2 separate regions of the Xenopus laevis genome follow, and region 2 is linked to region 1. A link is a contact called in public Hi-C data. All regions are on one chromosome and are shown on one strand. Each heading gives the region's core, a stretch centred on a gene start, on an enhancer-like site or on the middle of the called end of the contact. The rest is flanking DNA. Distances are from core to core; before and after follow the strand shown. Region 1 has its middle 21 kb from the start of LOC108715023. Region 2 has its middle 20 kb from the start of cdc42ep1.S.

Region 1 (6,479 bases), core at 3,261-5,760:
CAGGGGAAGCGTAAGGTTGCGAAGTTGCGCTAGCGTTAATTCGCCAGGCAAAGCGAAGTTACGCTAGCGATGCTTAATTTGCATGCGGCGCCAAATTGATGTTACAATGGAGGTATATGTAGCAGCACTACACAAGCCTGGGAAACCTTCAAAACAGCAAATAAAACTTTTATTTTGCCCTCCACATGTGCCCACTGTATAGTTAAGGTGCCATGAGTTAGGAAATGTAAGGGGGAAGGAGGGTAGCCCCAAAAAAATTTCGAGTTTTTTGGGACTTAGAAAAAATGTTAACTTTTTTTGAAGCAATCCCTATCTACTCTATTGCACTTCGCCTGGTCTGAGGTGGCGAAGGAAGTCTGGCGGAAAAGGTAGCGTTCTGAAAAATTTGCGCATCAGTGAATTTGCGTAGTTACGTCCGTTGCGCAAATTCGGCAGGCGTAAGGGTGCGAAGTAACACTAGCGAATTTACGCCAGCGTCCGTTAGTGAATCGGCGAATTAACGAAAATGCGCTACGCTAGCGAATTAACGCTAGCGTTAGGCACTTCGTCCTTTAGTGAATTTGCCCCATAGCATCATTTGTGCTACTTACCCAAGTAGCGCTGATGATCATTAGATCTTGCTTTCCCGCAGAGACAGAAATCCCCACCAGATGGCATCTTTACATCACATTTTGTAGCACGCTGCAATGATTGCTCAGGCCTAGTAGATTCTCTCACGGGATTCTCCTAATCAGGTTTAATATATAATTCCAATTTACCTAACTGCCTTTGCACAACAATCTATATTGCTAAATATTTCAGTGCTGTTCTTGGTTTCGCAGTACGGAGCAGTAATCAGAGATTCAGAACCTTAGGCTTCAATAACTAACCATTTCAATGTATATTTCAATGTATATGTTTGTTATATGACTACAAATAAATTAGATTTTATAGGTAATTTTATAGGTAATTTTCATCCAAAGTTGCCACTTCACCTGTTTAAAACCTGACACATATTACATCTACATTCTAAATGGCTAATTAGCATTTCAGCTGCAGCATGCATGTAAATTAATTGCTAATTAGCCAGGCAGAATGTTACAGTAATATGCATCTATATTTAGAAGGGATGAGGTGGCATTTGTATTTCCTTCCAATATATTTGTACCAGTTGAATGGGTATAGAGGTAATATCCATTCATATTGAATTGAAGTCTGGCACAATATATATATATATATATATATATATATATATATATATATATATAAAATATAGGTATCCATACGTTAAATAGCACCTATGGCTTTAAATCTCAACACTTCCTTATTCCCTAGTTTCTGGGTTGAAACCTATCTAGTTGTGATTATTAGCATAAGAGTGCTACTGGCCCTGAGGCTGATGATCACTTCCTGCCACACTTCAATATAGTGTTGGGCAGAGGGTGGCGCTTTCTCTTTGAAGTTCCACTATAGGAGGGAATAGATGGTGCTGAGAAGCCTGGCACTTAAAAAAATAGGCCCAAGGGTGGTGAGGCCCTTGGTGAAGTTGAGGAGCAGAGACCCCTTGAATAAGGTGTATTCTGGACAGGGCAGTTCTCAAGGAAAGTGAGATAGATAAAACTAGTTATCAAGAGCAACCTATGCTCCAGCCAGGAGGGATAGAAAGGGGGCAGCTCTCCCCTCAGGCAAAGTGCCATGTAGTGTAGGGATCACTTAGCTGAATAGGGATTTAGGTTTCGTGTATTTTCTGATCCAACATGTGGTGATCTAGGTCATTGTCCAGATATACTAGAAACCTGTGAGTGATTCCCAGCCAGTGGCTTCCAACATTCCCAACATGTTGCTCACCAATCCCTTCGATGTTGTTCCTAGTGTCCTCAAATAGGTGCTTATTTTTGAACTCCTGGTTTGGAGTTGCATAAAAACCAAATGTACTGCCAAATAAAGCCAGATCACATATGGGTTATCAAATGGCAAAACAAAGCACTTATTTTTCACTACCCATTTATTATGCTTGTGTTGCTCCCCAACTCTTTTTTACATCTGTTGCTCCCAGGTAGAAAATCCTGGGAACTGCCTGCTGTAAGCTGTCTTCATAGAGATGTCACATGGTGCTGTCTCTGAATTGCTGTGCCTGATATACGGCCTCAATGTGAGTAACCCTGTGGATGTTTAATAGATGTTTCTTTATTTTGTTGGAAATAAATGTGCAGCCAAGGCATTAGAGGTTAAAACTTGTAACTTTATTCCATCTTGTTAAAAGATATGCGTCCTAACGCGTTTCGTATCAAACGATACGTAATCAACTGCCTATGATTATGTATCGTTTGATATGAAACGCGTTAGGACGCATATCTTTTAACAAGATGGAATAAAGTTACAAGTTTTAACCTTTAATGCCTTGGCTGCAGGAGTGCGTGCACATTTATTTCGGATGATTTGCATTGCCTAAGCTACGGGTTCGGGGCACGGCACCCGGGCCATTTGGCCAATTCGGTGAGTGTAAACTCTGCTGACCTTTTTTTAATATTGAAATTGAATTGTTCATCTTTCAAGTGACGGACCTGGGGTTTGGACACCCAGATCACCCTTTCCACTCGGTGAGAACTACCTAGTGGCTGGCTTTCCGTCACTGAATGTTTTATAAGCAAGATTAGATTTTGATGCTTTTTGATAATATTTAATTGGTCTTGAGAGGGATTAGAGCCAGCAATTTCTTTTTTGTATCTTTATTTTGTTGCAAGAGTCTCTGGCTCCCTCTGTATTCTTTTTTTGTAGCAGTGTGAGAGGTTTAGTAGCACTACACCTAGTAAGGGAAGGCATATATTGAGCCTAAAAAGAGATAACCGGTGTCCCCACAGGAATGTAATGTGCCTTGCACTTGGCTCCAGAAGCCTTAGGGTATATTGAGTTTAGTGATGCACTGAATCCACTATTTTGTGAAAGATTCGGCCAAATCCGAATCCTAATTTGCATATGCAAATTAGTGGTGGGAAGGGAAAACTCAAATAGGGATGCACTGAATTCATGTGGTGAATACATTCTATGGCAGTGGGAGATGTGTGTGTATCTGCCAGGCTTGGAGGCTTTCAGTGGTGCCCACGTGCTGGTTCAGCAGGAGTTTGGGTCTCCCACTGTGCGTGTGTCATGAACAATACCTTGCATTCTGTATCAGTGAGAATAAACCGAGGGTCTACCTTACCCTGCCAGAGCTGGATGCAAATAAGGGCTGATCAGGCAGACGTTGCACAGGCAGAAGTTAAACCCTGGAAGGAAAATATGTGCCAAATCCGAATCCTAATTTGCATATGCAAATTAGGGGTGGGAAGGGGAAAACATTTTTTACTTCCTTGTTTTGTGACAAAACGTCACACAATTTCCCTCTCTGGGTTCGGCCGGGCAGAAGGATTCAGACGAAATCCGAATCCTGCTGAAAAAGGCCGAATCCTGAACGAATCCTGGATTCAGTGCATCCCTAACATCACATACATGGCTGAACCCACAAAATTGAGTGTTCATCTGAGAAGTACAGTCATGCATTTGAGGGGTGCAGTCAGTTTTAATATGCCTCATATCTGACATACAAACAAAGAAACCCCTGTTTCACCCTGACTATGATCAGTTATGTCCTGACACTGCTTTAACCAACCCCATCACCTCAACTCTTGGGGTCCTTGATGCCAGATTGCCCCACAAAATAACTGTGGGGAGGTATGGCCTAACTTGTGTGTGATGTGCAAGCTAGTGGGTGCTTAATTGATTCAGTTCAAGGTATAGGCAGAACTCAAATGAGAAATAACGAGCAAGACTTTGCACCCCTTAGTGCCCAAGCCCTTGTGCCAGGGAATTTGATAAATTACCCCTCTGATTTTGTTACCATTTAGTATGAAGAGGTTGCAAAAAGTCCAAGAATGGATCAATATTATTTTGATGATTTTAATGCTGTGGTGAATATATTCCATGGTGGTGGGAGATGTGTATGTATCTTGGAGGCTTGGATGCTTTTAGTGCTGCCCACATGCTGGTTCAGCAGGAGTTTGGGTCTCCCACTGTGCGTGTGTCATGAACAATACCTTGCATTCTGTATCAGTGAGAATAAACCGAGGGTCTACCTTACCCTGCCAGAGCTGGATGCAAATAAGGGCTGATCAGGCAGACGTTGCACAGGCAGAAGTGGAAACCCTGGAAGGAAAATATCTGTAATGCTATGTTTGTGCCAGTGCAAGGGCTGGCAGCTCACTAAGAGCTCCTTTAATACATTGCCCCAAGTGCAAACTTTTTTTCTGTTGGAGCTGTGTCAGCTTAAAATAGAACTCTGTAGGACACAGTGTATGAGTGATTTTCTCAGCACAAAGGACTTTGTTGGGGGATGTGAGTATGTTTGTTCAGCTCTGTTTCAGTGTCAGGATCCCAGAATAAAGGGCAATGCCCAGGCAGCCTTGTGACTTCACCATTCTGGTATGTCTCTCCCCCTCATACTCTCATCCTGTACTGAGAAGGGTTGGAATTAACCCATTCGCTGTCTGACAAACTTCCCACTTCTGATATTATACTGACGTTACAAATATGCTGGCTGTGCATCTGTATAACACCCTTGTCTGGGAATTAAAACTGAGGCTATTTATGGCACTTTCCTATTTGATGGGTCAGGAGGCTATTAGGGACTAAAGTTTGAGAATGCTGGGTGATACGTGACAAATTAAAAATACTGTGGCCTGGGAATAACTTCAGTTTGTAGACCAATATGGAAGCTCTTGATATCTCAGCTGCCTGAAGTGGAACTTATCAGAGTTTTATTAGGGCAGAGTACTGTCCTACCCTGGCTTAGATAGAAACCCAGCCTGGTATTTCCATAACAAGAATCCTTGTGCTTAGTTAGAGATATAAAGAAGGGACAGCCATAACTAAAATAGCACCCATCATTCTGTGCATCTGTGGCATACAGTCTCTGGTACATACGCGAGGACTGGCAAACTGCAACCCTACTGTGGGGCTATAAGTTTAATTTCAACATCAGAGTCCTGTAAGTTGTAGGGTCCCATACTGTACAAAGCCCTTATTCCATTTTCCTGAAAATGTTGATTGCTTCTTAAGTGTAAAAGTAATTAGAAATTCAAATTATAGCTATTATTTATGTATTGGGTGGTGCTTCTTTTCTTCTCTTGGAAAAGAGGTCAGATCCTAAGGTATCTATTGCACACAGAGAGAGAGGGGGGTACAGGGACCACATAAATGATGTTAACATGTGACACACTTGCGTTGTGTCTTTCAATACCCTAGTGGTGTAAGATAGTCAAGCCTAGTGAGCAAGAGCAGTCCTGTGCTCCACTATCAAAAAGTAGTTCCCCAGTCGACACCCTTAGTGTAGGGACCCTAGCTGAATACGAAATTATTACTTGCTTATACCCTGGAGACTTCCTCTGGATGGGATCCCAAATTACTGTAATGTCCATCCTGTCTCCAAACTGGTTGTGTGAGTACTTCATACTACCTTATATTGTCTTTCTGAATCAATTACCTATCACTAAGTGTACCAAGGGAGTATATTTTCTGTTTAATAATCCTTCAGGCTGAAGGAACTCAATCTGCAACTTTTATTGGCCATTGTATGGGCAGCTCAACATGATGTGTCTTGCTCCAACTGTTTTGTATGCATGTATGTATAACTTTATTTGTAAAACACTGTCAAGGAGCCACATCATTGTACAATGCATACAAATAAAACATAAATAAAAGTACAATATATAAAAGTATGCAATAAATATAATAAATATATACAGTTAATAGAGCTCATATAAAGACACAGAGCTTAAGTGCTATGTGGTTAGAGACACAGTGAGAAGGAGGTCCCTACCCCGTTGAGCTTACAGTCTAAGTGGGCAGGTGGCTAACATACAGGCACAAATTGGAAGGGAAAAAGTGCACAAGGTAAAGGCATTGTCCAATAGGTACCAGGACTAGCTGTTCTAGTGCTCCAAAAAGTAGACTTTTTTTCTTGAAGGGTTTGAGAGAGCAGTCCTAAGGGTAGAGACACACGCTCTCTTCTTCGGGGCGACTAATCTCCCCAAACTGCCTCCCGCTGGCTAGAATGTAATTCACCGGTGGGATTGCAATTGGTGTGATTTGATTTCCAAAGCTGCCCGCAGTTGCCTCATGAGGAAATTTCGGGCGACTTCGTAAAATTAAGTGCCATCCCGTTGGCGATTTAGATTCTAGCCTAGCCAGCGGGAGGCAGTTCGGGGAGATTAGTTGCCCCAAAGAAGAGCCGATTTAATGGGGACGGTGTGAAAAGAAGGTGGCTCTGAGAGGAGCAGAGAAAATGACCAAGAACGTACAGTGAGACAAATGAAGAAATTTAGTGAGAAGCAGGATGAGGGAATGTTAGCAGAAGGATTTTATATGCTATCCTTTGTTTAACAGGCAGCCATGCTTAGGATTTTAGTTGGGATTGAACAGGTTTCCTCTTAGGAGAGAGAAGGAGGATCTTGGTAGTGGAGTTT
Region 2 (6,033 bases), core at 123-2,622, 63 kb after region 1:
CTTGAATGAAATGACAACAGAATCCTGCATTAAGAAGTCTATATTTAGGAACTTTATTTTAAATTGTGCGGCAGAATTAAATGGATTTATGTTTGATTACTGAATATTTACTAATGTATGCATAAAGCACATAAAAGAAGCCCTTCTTCTTCTCTTCCAAACACGCAGACATATATAAACATATATATATATATAATATATATATATATATATATACAGTGTAGAAGGCTTTAGCACACACTTCAGGAGTTAGGGACCTGGGTGCAATCCAGAAGTAAAATATCCACGACAAAAAAGCTGAAGCACACCAGGATTTTCTTCAAGAAATGTAAAACTGTTTATTCCAGATGGAATAAACAGTTTTACATTTCTTGAAGAAAATCCTGGTGTGCTTCAGCTTTTTTGTCGTATATATATATATATATATATATATAATATATATATATATATATATATATACATACATATATATATCTATCAGTTCTATCATGGGCTAGGACTTCTTGTTGTCGCTGCAGAGCTCTGACAAACAGGAAGTATTGCTAGAGTACTGTATATCTAGATTGCAATTCCTCCTGTCTGCCAGTGTTGAGGAGAGTGCAAGAAAGTGCATAATACATTCCCAACACCAGTGGTGTAACTTGGGCTAGCCCCCCCCCCTCAAAAAAATCTACTGAAAGGCCTGGCATGAAACGTCCCTCCTTCCCAGACCCCCAGGCCCTCTTACATCGCACTTCCAGGCTTTTATTACTCTGCTATTCAAAAGGTAGAAGAGGGGCTTCCAATAAACATTGGATTTTTAGTTGTTTTTTCCATGAAGTTTGATGAATGCCTGCTTCCCCCTCGGCCAATAATTATTAGCCTAGCATAGCTGATTTCTGATCTATATAACCCTATCACGTATAAAGATACTTTGTTAGCTGTGTACTGTACCTGGGCTTCCAACACTTTTTCCTTCCCAGCCTCTTCCCTTCTGGGCAGCTCTTATTATGGAATGCCAATTTAAAAGGTTCTCCAGATAGTTGGCTTTCCATGGCCCCTAAGGATCCCCTAGTTTAGGGTTCACAACTAGTGGCTCATTAGCAACATGTTGCTCACCAATCCCTTGGATCTTGTTCCCAGTGGCCTCAAAGCAGGTGCTTCATTTTGCATTCATGGCTTGGAGGCAAACAGAGTCTTCTGTAGGCTGCCATACATAGAATCTACCAATAGCCAACTATAGCAGACTTTTGCACAGTGTCCAGAGCTGTCTTTCTCTCAGTATCACAGTAATTCATTCCATAGAGCTATCATCCTAATTCTGCAGCCACCAGCTATGGGCTCTCCAGATCTAATATACCATTGTGTCCGACTAGTCTGAACAAATCCGCTCCTAACGGCACATTTCCTTTGAAGGTTTGTGGAAGAGGGACTTGGATACCCTCTTGTGGCCAAATCGATGTAGAACATTTTTACCATTTGTAGCGCTTTATCACCCCCTCAAGGTTCTTCATAAAAGCATCTATCACAGATTGGCTGGTTATAATCTGTAAATCATAGATAACTGGTTGTCTGCTCCTACATGCTCAGGAACATCTGTCTTTACACTCATAATAACTATTACACTGAAAGACGTTTGCAACAATTCATTGTGAATAGCGTGGCTGCCATAAATAACCCTCAACCTTCACATATGGCACACATTGCTAATTGTAACTGCTTATCTATTAGCGGAAATTTTTGCCCTGTATACACATAGTAACATAGTAAGTAAGGTTGAAAAAAGACACATGTCCATCGAGTTAACTTTTTTTTTTTTTTTAATTAACTACCTATCTGCCAGTTGATCCAGAGGAAGGCGAAAAACCCATCTGAAGCCTCTCCAATTTGCCTTAGAGGGGGAAAAGTTCCTTCCTGACTCCAAGATGGCAATCGGACTAGTCCCTGGATCAACTTGGACTATGAGCTATTTCCCATAACCCTGTATTCCCTTACTTGCTAAAAAGCCATCCAACCCCTTCTTAAAGCCATCTAATGTATCAGCCTGTACAACTGATTCAGGGAGAGAATTCCACATCTTCACATCTCTCACTGTAAAAAACCCCTTCCGAATATTTAGGTGGAACCTCTTTTCTTCTAATCGGAATGGGTGACCTCGTGTCAGCTGGGAAAAAAAAAGCATTAGAGAGATTATTATATGATCCCCTTATATATTTATACATAGTTATCATATCACCCCTTAAGCGCCTCTTCTCCAGCGTGAACATCCCCAATTTGGCCAGTCTTTCCTCATAGCTAAGATTTTCAATACCTTTAACCAGCTTAGTTGCTTAGTATAGTTTCCTGAAACAAATGTAATGGTTTTGCCAGTGGCAAATTCACTACAATACAATATTTATTTGTTTGGAAGAATTTAACAACATGAGAGTCTTTTTGTAGCATAGTGGAAAGGTTCGTTAACAATGAAAGACAATGTATATGCTATTGCAGAGCTAAGAACTCTTTAACTGTAATGGCATTTTGCCTTTCCATTGACTCCAGTGCATTGGTAAAAAAATTCTGTGGTTTTCTGAACTTTTGTGCAAAGCCAGTGGTTTAACTATAGAGGAAGTGGACCCCATGGTGGCGGGGCTCTGCTTCCTCTAAAGCTTTCATGAAATCCCTGCTCCCCAGCTGTAATGCGAGCAAGAGAAGCTGGGGACCCAATAGAGAAAGGGGACGTGAGAGGGATGGGCAGCGAGAGGGCAGATTGCCAGGGGTAGGTTTCAAGATTGATGTTCATGCTGGACACTCCGAAGTTCTTTTGGTGGGGGGGGTGCCGGCAAGGTCTAAATACGTTGATGAGCTGAGCAAAACACTGATCATTCACCCCAAGTTTGCTACTCACTTGTGATTAGCTTCACTGTTTCCTGTGACAGTCTATGAAGTCTGCCATATTGCAACCCATGAAACCTGTTTGGAGGCAGCGCTAGTGATGGGCGAATAAATTCAGCAGACACGCATTTGCGGTGAATTTCCACGTTTCAACGCAAGTGAATTAATTTGCGAAACTGCGATGGCAATTTGCCAGCAAAATATCTGCCGCATCAGAAAGAAAATTGTGGTGTCATCAAAATTATTCGGACGCCCATTGACTTTAATGCATTTAGACCAAATAGTCACGTGTATAAAAATTGTCAATCGTGTCAAATTTGTCGAATAATTTACACGGATCAAAATTATTTGGACGCCCATTGACTTCATTTTGTTTGGAAATTTTTCTCCATTTCTTTTTTCGGTGAAGCGAAACGGTACAGATTTGCCCATTACTAGCCAGCGGCTGTAATACTTTTTCATTTTGTTCATTGGGGAAAAAAGATTATAAAAGTAACTTCTTGGACCGGTTACAGATGAGCAAGTTGATTTTATGCACTTTTCCCCAAAGAACAGTCGTGAGTATAAAGTCACTTCGCCAGTGTTTTATGAAGCAATACAAGAATTATTCTAAATCTATCTAAAATAAAGATATTTAAAATGGAAAAATAAAATAAAATAAAGATATTTAAGGTACTTTATGGAAAGTGGCATAAATATAATACAGAAGTAGACCTCAGGGGCCGGGCCAAGAGATATCATATTTTGTTTTAAATTCTTTTTGTTATTGCAAACACAGAACACAAGTTCAAAGCCTTCCTCACTTTAGAATGCGTATAGGAAGTTAGGGTGGTAATCTCTCACCTCTGAAAAATTACTTCCCAGCCATGCAGAACTCAAGCAGCTTTGTTTATGGTGATCCCTAAGCAGCCAAGACCACACTGAGCATGTGCACAGTCTTAGTCTTGCAAAGATATTTAACAAAGTTAGTTAGTTTGTAGCCAACTTTGAAAGCATAAATTATTTGTTTTGGCTTGTGGGGCAGTAAGTTCATGTTTATATTTAGTATAGAAAATACAGCATTTCTAGCCTTATTCTATTTTAGACTTTACATGCCCTTTAAAACACAGACAGAGCAGATGGGAAAGGGTGAGCTGCTGTGTAGAATTTATTTTGAACTTGAAGAAGCTTGCACTTGGATCTCAGAGTATGTTGGGGCTACAATAAAAAACAGTTTATGCTCAATATGTAGTAAAATAAAACTATATATATATATATATTTTTTTTTTTATTCTGAATGTATGAAAACATTTCTGTTTTTAATTTAACATTGTACACACCAAACTGATTTGGATATCCCAAAATTATAATTATTAGAAAAATAAGTGATTTCCCTACAATACTGTATTTAAATGTATTATCTACATATATATATATATATATTTATATATATATATATATATACAGTTCGTATGGACGCACACCTTCAGCCAAAAACTTAACCTGGGTGCTGGTCAAAAAAATCAATGTATAGTCCTGCAGTGTGACAGCACTCCAAGGAATTACAAACAAAAAGAAGTTGATGCAAAGGAGGTTTTATTAAATCCGACGTTTCAGCTCCATCTTGGAGCTTTCATCAGGGAAAGAAACAGAACATAGTGTCCAGGGGGGAGTTTTAAAACCGCCATTTTGGCGCCAAAAACTGTTGCTAGGCAACCAAATAACAACATAGGTATGTGCGGGGAAAATGTAGCTCAATGTTCCCCATTATAGACCTATTCCTGAATCGCATTGTACCCACTTTCCCCAGTTCATACATCCGCCTGTTCTTTAGTGCAGCATTCTGACACAAAAACAGCGCTACTGAGTGGGCGTGTCCAACGCCCCGTCCATGGTACTGTAGAGGTGGGCGGTTACTATGACCCGAGGTCTAGTAGGCGGAGCGGCCGGTACTCTGCTTACATGCACGCCCCCCATTACCAAGCGCAGAGCACCTAGCAACGCTTAGCGTCTAACTTACAGGTGCTGGACAGAGAGGCGGCGCAACCTGTCTGCAAATTACGCAGACAGGAAAACTCCGCTCCTCAACTGTCCCCATTTGAAGCGCAGGGGGGATTTTTTGGTCGCCGTATTGTCCGTCACTTTGCCCCCTCACCCACTTATCAGGACCAAAGAGGACTTGTAGGTATGCATGCGGATAAGAACACGGGAAGAGGTGGGAGGGCAGCAAGGATAATAACCATACCACCCTTTGTGCGCAGGAGTCATTGGTCAAAGGGAGGGAATAAAAACAAACAAAGGTATAGACACTACAGTGAAACCAGTACATATAATCTATATAATAACAATGGGCATATAATCAAAAAGGAATATATGGGGCGGCCATACTCTGATGCCCCCCAGTTTAGATGAAGCATCCTAAAGGCAGGGTCTCATTCGGTCCTCTGGGGGTCACCGTATCCAGTCTGTGGATCCACCGTGACTCTCTCCTTAGAAGGGCTTGATCTCTATTGCCACCCCTACTCAGAGGGGGTTGAAAGTCAATCGCCATACATTTAAAGGTTGGAAGTGTGTGGCCTTTCGCTAGAAAGTGCTTAGCCACTGGCTGAAGAGCTTTGCCTTCTTTCAGGGCCTTGCTAATCGCTGATCTGTGGTTGCCGATCCTCTCCTTCAAAGTGGTGCAGGTCTTGCCCACATAATACAGTCCGCACGGGCAGGTGATGATGTATACAATGTGGGTAGAGGTACAGCTCAGTCTGTAACGTATTTTATATCTCTTACCTGTGTGTGGATGTGGAAAGTCTGGTCCAGATAAGAGACATCTGCAGGTCACACAGTCGGGGCATTTGTAACAGCCCAATTTCATTTGTTTGGAGAGCCAGTCTGGGTCTTTGCAGGAGGTTCCGTCAGAGTCAGTTCTGACCAGCAAGTCCCTCAAGTTTTTGCCCCTCTTGAAGCCCATAATCGGTCTCTTTGCAGTATGAATGCTCAAAGAATCATCCATGTTGAGCATGGGCCAATGTTTCTCAATGCTGCTTTTTAGTAATCGAGAACCTGTAGAGTAGGTGGTGGTAAAGATCATCTGGTTATCAGACTGTTTTGTGATTGCAGGCTTAACCAGAAGTTCCTGCTGTGAGTGTTGAAGTGCCCTATTGAGTTGGACAAATAGTAGATCTTGTGAGTAACCCCTCTGCAGAAATC

What was found. Hi-C and Micro-C count contacts between places; a contact is called where the count stands out from the background.
Region 2: a Hi-C map of the XL177 cell line shows a contact between it and region 1, with 2.1 times the contacts expected there. The contact joins two enhancer-like sites. A contact is called at or near these places in 2 of 4 Hi-C or Micro-C datasets (the XL177 cell line and the XTC cell line).

Annotation. Positions count from the first base shown.
Region 1 is chr4S:102,072,186-102,078,664 of Xenopus_laevis_v10.1, forward strand. No RefSeq gene overlaps it. Among protein-coding and RNA genes, the nearest start is that of LOC108715023, 21 kb to the left of the region's middle. Within about 2 kb of position 4,511, at least 1 of the 7 cell types and tissues checked has an H3K27ac peak or open chromatin away from gene starts, as enhancers often do.
Region 2 is chr4S:102,138,164-102,144,196 of Xenopus_laevis_v10.1, forward strand. No RefSeq gene overlaps it. Among protein-coding and RNA genes, the nearest start is that of cdc42ep1.S, 20 kb to the left of the region's middle. Within about 2 kb of position 1,373, at least 1 of the 7 cell types and tissues checked has an H3K27ac peak or open chromatin away from gene starts, as enhancers often do.